Linked DNA regions of Danio rerio: region 1 is linked to region 2. The links are chromatin contacts, called in public HiChIP or PLAC-seq maps. All regions are on one chromosome and are shown on one strand. The core of a region is the stretch at or near the end of the contact, and the rest is flanking DNA. Distances in the headings are between cores, read along the strand shown. Region 1 holds the start of lrrtm2 (leucine rich repeat transmembrane neuronal 2). Region 2 holds the start of ctnna1 (catenin (cadherin-associated protein), alpha 1).

What was found. HiChIP or PLAC-seq counts read pairs in DNA pulled down with a chosen protein or histone mark.
Region 1: an H3K4me3 HiChIP or PLAC-seq map of gastrula embryo shows a contact between it and region 2, with 2.9 times the contacts expected there. The contact joins the promoter of lrrtm2 here to the promoter of ctnna1 in region 2. A contact is called at or near these places in 3 of 4 datasets of contacts at active chromatin or transcription factors (caudal fin, embryo and gastrula embryo).

The regions. Positions count from the first base shown.
Region 1 is chr14:54,961,569-54,965,677 of GRCz12tu, reverse strand. lrrtm2 (leucine rich repeat transmembrane neuronal 2) reads left to right here and starts at 2,334. Exons shown (of 2, transcript NM_001351692.1): 1 at 2,334-2,972; 2 at 3,678-4,109. The coding sequence starts at 2,969. All of the region lies in intron 7 of ctnna1 (catenin (cadherin-associated protein), alpha 1), which reads right to left.
Region 2 is chr14:54,886,687-54,890,599 of GRCz12tu, reverse strand. It overlaps ctnna1 (catenin (cadherin-associated protein), alpha 1), which reads right to left and starts at 1,323. Exons shown (of 18, transcript NM_131456.2): 1 at 1,049-1,323.

The DNA.
Region 1 (4,109 bases), core at 1,085-3,584, 74 kb before region 2:
ATGCATGTACTCTAATTAAAAAAAAAATAGTTAAGCTTTCTAACTTGACATAAGGTTGTGAATCTAACACTTCTATGTGAGATTCTGAAAAAAGCAGGTAATGCACAGACCAACTACAACAGACCAATAATTATCTATAAAAACAAGAATAATTTTTCACAGCAGGCGATTTGACATCCGGCAATAATTGTCTTGAAATAAATGGGAAGCAGAGAATGTTACAAAAGCAGTGCACTGATGGCTGTAGCTGCGTCATTTTAATGGGGTAGTGATCGGAAAGCATTGCTCAGAGTTTGAATAGGTAAGCTAAACAGTTAGCAAACCCAGGGTATATGCGGGAATCCTAAAAGGCTAATTTCAATATCTTTTCAACACCTTCCCAGAATAAACCGCCACCAAATTCTTAGTATCAAAACTTTAACTTAAACATTTGTAGTTAAATAAATCAATGGAGCACAACCATGCAACAGAACTCGGATAAGCTCAGAAGAAACGAAGCTTGAAAGAACTTACGTGGTTGTTTTCAGCGACATGCTTCAGCCACTCTTTAAACTTTCTCCAACCAGGAGTACACAAACTTATATTTTCCCTTTTTGCTGTCTGTTTCGCTACACGTGTAGAGCGCCACATCAACTTCCCACGTTAGTCGCAAATTATGTGACATCAACCAGACGGAAAAGCTTGGTCTGACGGTCAGCCTGGCCCGAACCAATCATGCAGATTGACAAAAATATATTTATTTATGTTTGTTTTATGTAGTCGAAGCTAAGCAGGGCTAACCCTGGTCAGTACCTGGACGGGAGACCACATAAGAAAACTAGGTTGCTGTTGGAAGTGGGGGCCAGCAGGGGGCAATCAACCTGCATTCTGTGCGTGTCCTAATGCCCCGGTAAAAAGTGAAGGGGACACCATACTGTCAGTGAGCGCAGTCTTTCGGATGAGACATTAAGCCGAGCCCCTGACTCTCTCTGGTCATTACAAATCTCATGGCGCTTCTCGTAAATAGTAGGGGTGTAACTACGGTGTCCTGGCCAAATTCCCTCGATTCCCTTACCCATCATGGCCTCCCAATCATCCCCATACACAGAATTGGCTGTTTCACTGTCTCTCCACTCAACCTATAACTGGTGGGAAGCGCATTAGTGCTTTTGTCCTGTGGCTGCCGTCGCATCATCCAAGTGGATGCTGCACACTGGTGGTAGTGTGGAGAGACCCCCACCCCTCCACCCCCCCTCATGATTGTGAGGCGCTTTGGGTGTATGGCCATAACGATAAATGCGCAATATGAATCCACATTACTTAAACACTTTGGACAATGCTTGAAAAAATTTAAGAGCTTATCTCGGACAAAACGAGATTAAGACTTTAATACATTTTAAGGGCTTTAATTCTCTCATAATTGATTTATCAACTTTTAATACTTTAAGACCCCGCAGACACCGTGAAAACAATAATAAAACCATGTATAAAAAAATATGTATTAAAATTAAATATAAAAAACAAAAAAAGTATCCAGATCTATTCCTTTAGCTTAGGCAGTAAGCTCAAAAGGGCCGTCATCCAACACGTCAGGCACAAATTCAATAAAAAATGAATTCCCATTATATTAAGTTCAGCAAACCCACATGAAGAAAAATCAGCCAAATGACAGGGGAGCGTAGAAAAATGCATGTCTTATGTTTAGTGAAATCTCCTGTGGCGCCATGCAGTGTGAATGCTCTATTAAGTCCAGCATTCAGACTCCATCCTCACCACCGCAGATAGATAGACAGCAGTGTAAAAAGGTCTCTGTGACGTCGGTTTGGTTGTGACGTGTTTTGTGTTAAAAACCTGAATGAGCAAAAGGGAGAGAGAAGGGAAGGGCCAATCAGAATGCAAGTCACTGTAGATCAAATTGTCCACGAGCTTCCAGTGTCAACTTATTATCATAAATTCACACATCAACTAAAACAAAAGCACACGATAGATGTTATTTTACCGCTATAGATGGGTTATTACAAACAAGCAAGAGTAGCAAATTACAAATATAAACAAACATACAAATATGTAGTAGCTGAGCAGACAGGAAGCAGATGAAGAGATTTAAGGCAATTGTTAATTTCAGCTGTGAACTGCGGCAACACGTTGCAGTTATCAATATTCTGACTGTGACGAACCAGAGAAAAAAGTAAGGGAGGGGGAGGGTGCGTTGAATCAAACGCCAAAGCACTGTGCGAGTGTGCAAGGCGGAAAGTGAGCGAGCCAGGGAGCGAACCAAAGAGAGAGAGAGAGAGAGGAGGGAAAAAGAGAGAGAGAGAAACTGCACTGATGATCGACGCCAGCCTGCCACCACTCTGTAGCAGTGAGTGGCTGCAACAAAAGCACAGAATAACATCTCAGCTCCTCTCCTCTGCTTTTCCCCCTCACTGCATCTCCTTTCCTCGGTGCCGAGAACTCAACACAGCACAGCAGAGACACACGAAACTGCCGTCGCAAGCGCAGCCTCTGCCTGCCATCAACAAGTTAGGGATGAAGGACCTCGGAGCGGTGAAAGAGGAATGTGTGATCTTCAATTAACCAATTGAGCTGACATCATTGCGGTGGAAAGGGAAAGAGGCAGCTAAGGGACGGACAGATCTGCTCAGCAGTGCTCCTTTGGATGCAAATCCTCAACTTCAGATTTAAGGATTCTTGGAAGGCAAATAATGTTCGTCTTTTCTTAATCTGGGAATTGAAAAGGACTGGAAAAAGGGACAGACGCAAATAACAGGGAGGAAAAAGAGAGAGGAGAAAAAAAAACAGCATCCCAGGACATGGAATTCCTGAATTCGATTCAACTGGGGGGGCTCAGCACTTTATTTCTGAAGAGCCTGATTCCTTTTGTATTTACCCAAAAGGCTTTTTTCCCTTTGGATTTCTCTTCCATCTGGCTGCTCCAAAAGTCTGCGGAAAAAGACAGTTGAATGCAGCCTCCGATGTGCACAAAAGAATGGGTAAGTTATCCGTTTTATTCACAGAGTCTGGACCTGAATAGACAATGTAGTGAGTAGGAGGGGGGACAGTGGCTGGCAGGGTCTCTGGAAACATCTATATACATAAAACGCTGCTTTTTTATCTGGCATGCTTGACATTAAATAATTGGGGGAAAAAATGACACGAGCCACTGGAAAGAGATTGCATATAATAAGGTATGACTATATAATCATACGTTGTCATATTGTCAGTGTATAAATATAATATATATATATATATATATATATATATATATATATATATATATATATATATATATATATATATATATATATATATATATATATATATATATACACACACATATACATATACATATATAAACATATACATATACATATATATATATATACACATACACTGCATCATAGAAATGAATAAGTAAATAAAACTAATGTGGACCTGATATTATAAACAATATATATACACAAATCGCAGTTGATACTAAAAGATAAAACATGATAAATACATGCATTAAAATGATAAATAAAATGAGTGAGCATTCCCCTCAAATGTTCTTAAAAATTCCTGGATTAACAGTCAGATTGCTTCATGTTGACAAATACAGAAGAGCGCGCATGATAGTGGGAAAAATTGTTTCTGTATACTGCAGAGATTAGATTTCCCTCCCCCCGGTTTATTTTCTTATCTTTAAACCCACCCAGGTTTCCATTCAAGGTGGCCATTGGTGGGACAAGCACCAGCGGCACTTTGTGTGATCAGCATGCTACTGTGCCTCCCTCCTGTGTCATGCACAACCTGCCCCCAGAAATGCCGATGTGAAGACCTGCAGTTTTACTGCGACACACAGGGGCTCCTGGCGCCCCCAGACGGTGTGGATAAAGGGGCCCTTGGACTTTCACTCAGACACAACAGCATCAGCGAGCTCAGCTCAGACCAGTTCTTCGGCTTCACCCAGCTCACTTGGCTTCACCTGGACCACAACCAAATAACCACAGTGCATGAGGATGCCTTCCAGGGGCTGTACAAGCTCAAGGACCTTAACCTGAGCTCAAACCGCATCACCAAGCTGCCAAACACAACCTTCATCCACCTCATCAACCTGCAGATCCTGGATCTCTCCTTCAACCAGATGA
Region 2 (3,913 bases), core at 74-2,573:
GCTTTAATTGATTCGGATTAATTGTTTACTTCAAAAACAGCATTGTGAGCCAACGATAAATTTTGGTTTCATGTGGGCTTTAATCTCAATTTACGGAAACGCAACTGGTACCACCTTGAGTCTTCCTTGACGTTACTGATCGCTTTGTAACTTACATTATAGTGAACTTTTTTTCCTTAGCGACATTACTAATGACTTGTGTATGTGTAAACAAACAAAAATCACATAAATCCTGTCCATGTTACGTTAATTATTTACTTGATGAGCAGTCGTAAAATAAACTACCCCGCAGAGGCTTTACCCCTCATAATAATCATCTGATCTCCTGCATATTATCATTAGCAACAAATGGAAATATTACCGGGCCAACATAGTTTATCTATATTTTAAACACAAAAAAAAGCATTGTTGTGTCTGTAGATAACATGCTGTCTGCATCCTGTATTATTATACTGGGATTGGGAAGGGCAGAGCTCACCGGAAGGGCCTGATCCATGGTTTGTGGTTTAGGTGGAGCCCTGACTTTATGTGATTTTATTTACTCAAAAAGGCACAGATATTATGATTGTCGATCTCAAACATCAAAACAAAAACAGACACACGTAAATAAAACATTTACAAAGAAAAACGCAACAATGAAATGTAAAACTCAACACATTTGCCCTGAAGCTAGACGTGCAGCTAACGGCTAACTAGCATTCCATACTAAAGTTTTCAGGATAGTTTCTGTTTATCCCTCTTACGTGGTTACCAATTCCTTTATCTTTTCAAGACGCGTCTATGTTCCTCAAAGGGTAACTAAAAGACTCTCCCAATGAAAACGGATGTTTATTTGGCGAAATATGAAACGACAGAAACACAAATATCCCAAACATTCCATGAAGTTGCGAAACAAGCTAACAATATCAGCCAAACACCACATTTATCTCGACCATTACTTACAATATGTACACAAATCAAACTAATTATGAAGTAAATGCACTTTTAGTTAGTTAATAAATAAAAACAACGTATTTTAACCACCCAAACAAAAGCAAAACACACTCACCAAATTGCTGAAATTCCTGTCGGATTCAAAATGGAGGGATGAGACTTTTACAAATACTGTGGTAAAGTTTACTTTCCGCGTGTTATAATCTCTCCCAGCCGCAAAACAAAAGCCAAACCATACAATCCACTAAAACTTGACTAAAAGCGCCCGTTTGAGCGAAAACTGGTTAAGTTGGAGCAGTGTTTCGGCGGAGTTTCGGTTTTCCCCGTTTGTTGAAGGCGGAGAATGATGGCGGATTCCCAGCACTGACTCTCAGCGTTATCAGGTGTGTTAGGGAGTGGCTCCGGCTCCTAAAGTCGACTGAAGTTCGACTGAATGCACAGCAGGGGATATTACAACACAATGGCATCACATTTAAATGTGTGAAGGGGAATTTTAATGTGTCAAAACTCCGTGAAGTACTTTTCACCAGCTTACCAGCTGAATTAGAATGCGAAATGCGCATATTATGGTCTCTTTCTCTAGTTTCAGTCGTGTTTAATTTATTTTCATGAAGAGGCTACAATGTTTTTCATATTTCTTTCTAAATTCAAAGAGAATTGGGGTTGAAAATGGGATGTTTATTTCATGTTGGCCGAATATAAAATAGAGATTAAAAAAAATAATTATTTATAGGCCATTCTTTAACTTGAAGTTAAGTAAAAAAAACTTGTTCAAAATTAACGTAACACAGCCTCATAAGTTTAAACAATTTGTCTAGTTTTAAGATCTATAAGAGGACAAACTTAGATAAGAAGAGAAACATTTTCTCCATCGTGAACTGAACAAATGTCAATTCCAGCACATCTCAATATACAGCTTTTATTTCAAATTGAAAATAATGATGGCAGTCAAACATTGTCCAAGATCATTTTTAATTCTAGTTTAACCAATCTTTCCACAGTATATATAATAATTATACATTTGTCAATTAATTAGTTGAATGCTGAATTGTACACCTGCCACACTCTAATATTTAATATTAATGTGGTTAAGAGTTTATTAGAAAATAAATAAACTGAATATATTAAATAGAGCATGAACTTATACATTGTGAATACACTTTTAATGTGTGATGAGAACTTTTTAAATTTATTTATTTTTTATGTGTGTGGTGATGGAAATGACAGTGTTGGGAATTACATTTTAACAGTTTATTGTGAAAAAATTAAAAATAGCTTCACCGGTTACCTTTGAATTGACACTAGCCTTTCATGTATATTAAACACTCTTTTCTACCTTAATTTTGTTTGGTTTTTAAAAACATCGAAATGACGTAGAACAAATGCATTTCCTTATCAAGCAATATTTACCTTGATTTTTCTTGTTGATAAAAGTTGAACATCTTGAACATGTTCTCTGATAGCACTCTTCATTTTCATAGAAACCACCTAAATTATCTTTCACACAAACTTTTTAAAGCAACATTACAGTGTTGTGGTGGAAATGACACTGATACTGTGCGACAGCAATATTTTGTATAAAAAAATAATATTGATAATAGTCTCACATTAATGAATATAAAATATGTAAATCATTTAGTGCTTAATTAAGATACAATAATAGATACCAGATAAATGTTATTTTCATTGTTGAAGTTTAAAACTCTGGGTGTGCAACAAGGTGAAAACAGTGGTTTTGACTCCTAAAAGGAGGTCGAATAATATGAAAAAATATAATAGAAAGGTAGTCAAAAATATTTACAGTAGGTTTTATTGTTAGTTTGACAAAGAAAGAGGAATTAGAACAAAATTATACATATTTTTGAATATATCCCTGCTGAAAAATCCAGCTTAAACCAGCCTAGGCTGGTTGGCTGGTTTTAGCTGGTCAACCAGGCTGGTTTTAGAGGGGTTTTGGCCATTTCCAGGCTGGTTTCCAGCCATTTCCAGCCTGGTCTTAGCTGGTCAGGCTGGAAAATGACCAGCTAAATCCAGCTAAAACCAGCTTGACCAGCCTGGTTTAAGCTGGACATAGCTGGTTTTGGCTGGGCTCCCAGCCTGGCTAGGCTGGTCAAGCTGGTTTTAGCTGGTCATCTCCCAGCCTGACCAGCTAAGACCAGGCTGGAAATGGCTGGAAACCAGCCTGGAAATGGCCAAAACCCCTCTAAAACCAGCCTGGTCGACCAGCTAAAACCAGCCAACCAGCCTAGGCTGGTTTAAGCTGGATTTTTCAGCAGGGATATGATCAAAGGACATAAAAGTGCCCGTGGTTGAAGAATTACTCTTATTTGTCTTTATTTTAGCTCAGTTTCAGGTCATGTTAATTTATTCACATGAAAAGAGGGATGCTACAGTTGGGTCATGAATAATAAATAAGCTTGATCCTTAACCATGATGTAACTGGTCTTTGTTAAACTGTGGTTACAAATAAATATAAATGCAACAGAAACCATGGTGACAGTCTATCTATTAAAAACTGCTCTCTTTGAGAGCAAACAGTTGCAAACACAGAACAGTTTTATCACATTTTATCTTTGTTAAATGAGTGTGCTACAAATATGGCACCCATATGTATTCATATGAGCTATTTTTTATGTATACTTTGGATTTCTTGTGCATGCTCAATGGTTTACTGTTAGAGATGTCTGTCTGTCTATCATTATTTGTCTGTCTATCTGTCTGTCTGTCTGTCTGTCTGTCTGTCTTTCTCCTTGTCTATATGTCTGTCTCTCTGACTGTCTTTCAAACTATCTGGCTTGTCTATTTATCTAACTGTCTGTATATCTATATAACTGCCAGTATATTTAACTGTCTGTCTGTCTGTCTGTCTGTCTGTCTGTCTGTCTGTCTGTCTGTCTGTCTGTCTGACTGCCTGTTTATCTAACTGTCTATATATCTATATAACTGCCAGTCTATTTAACTATTTGTCTGTCTGCCTGTC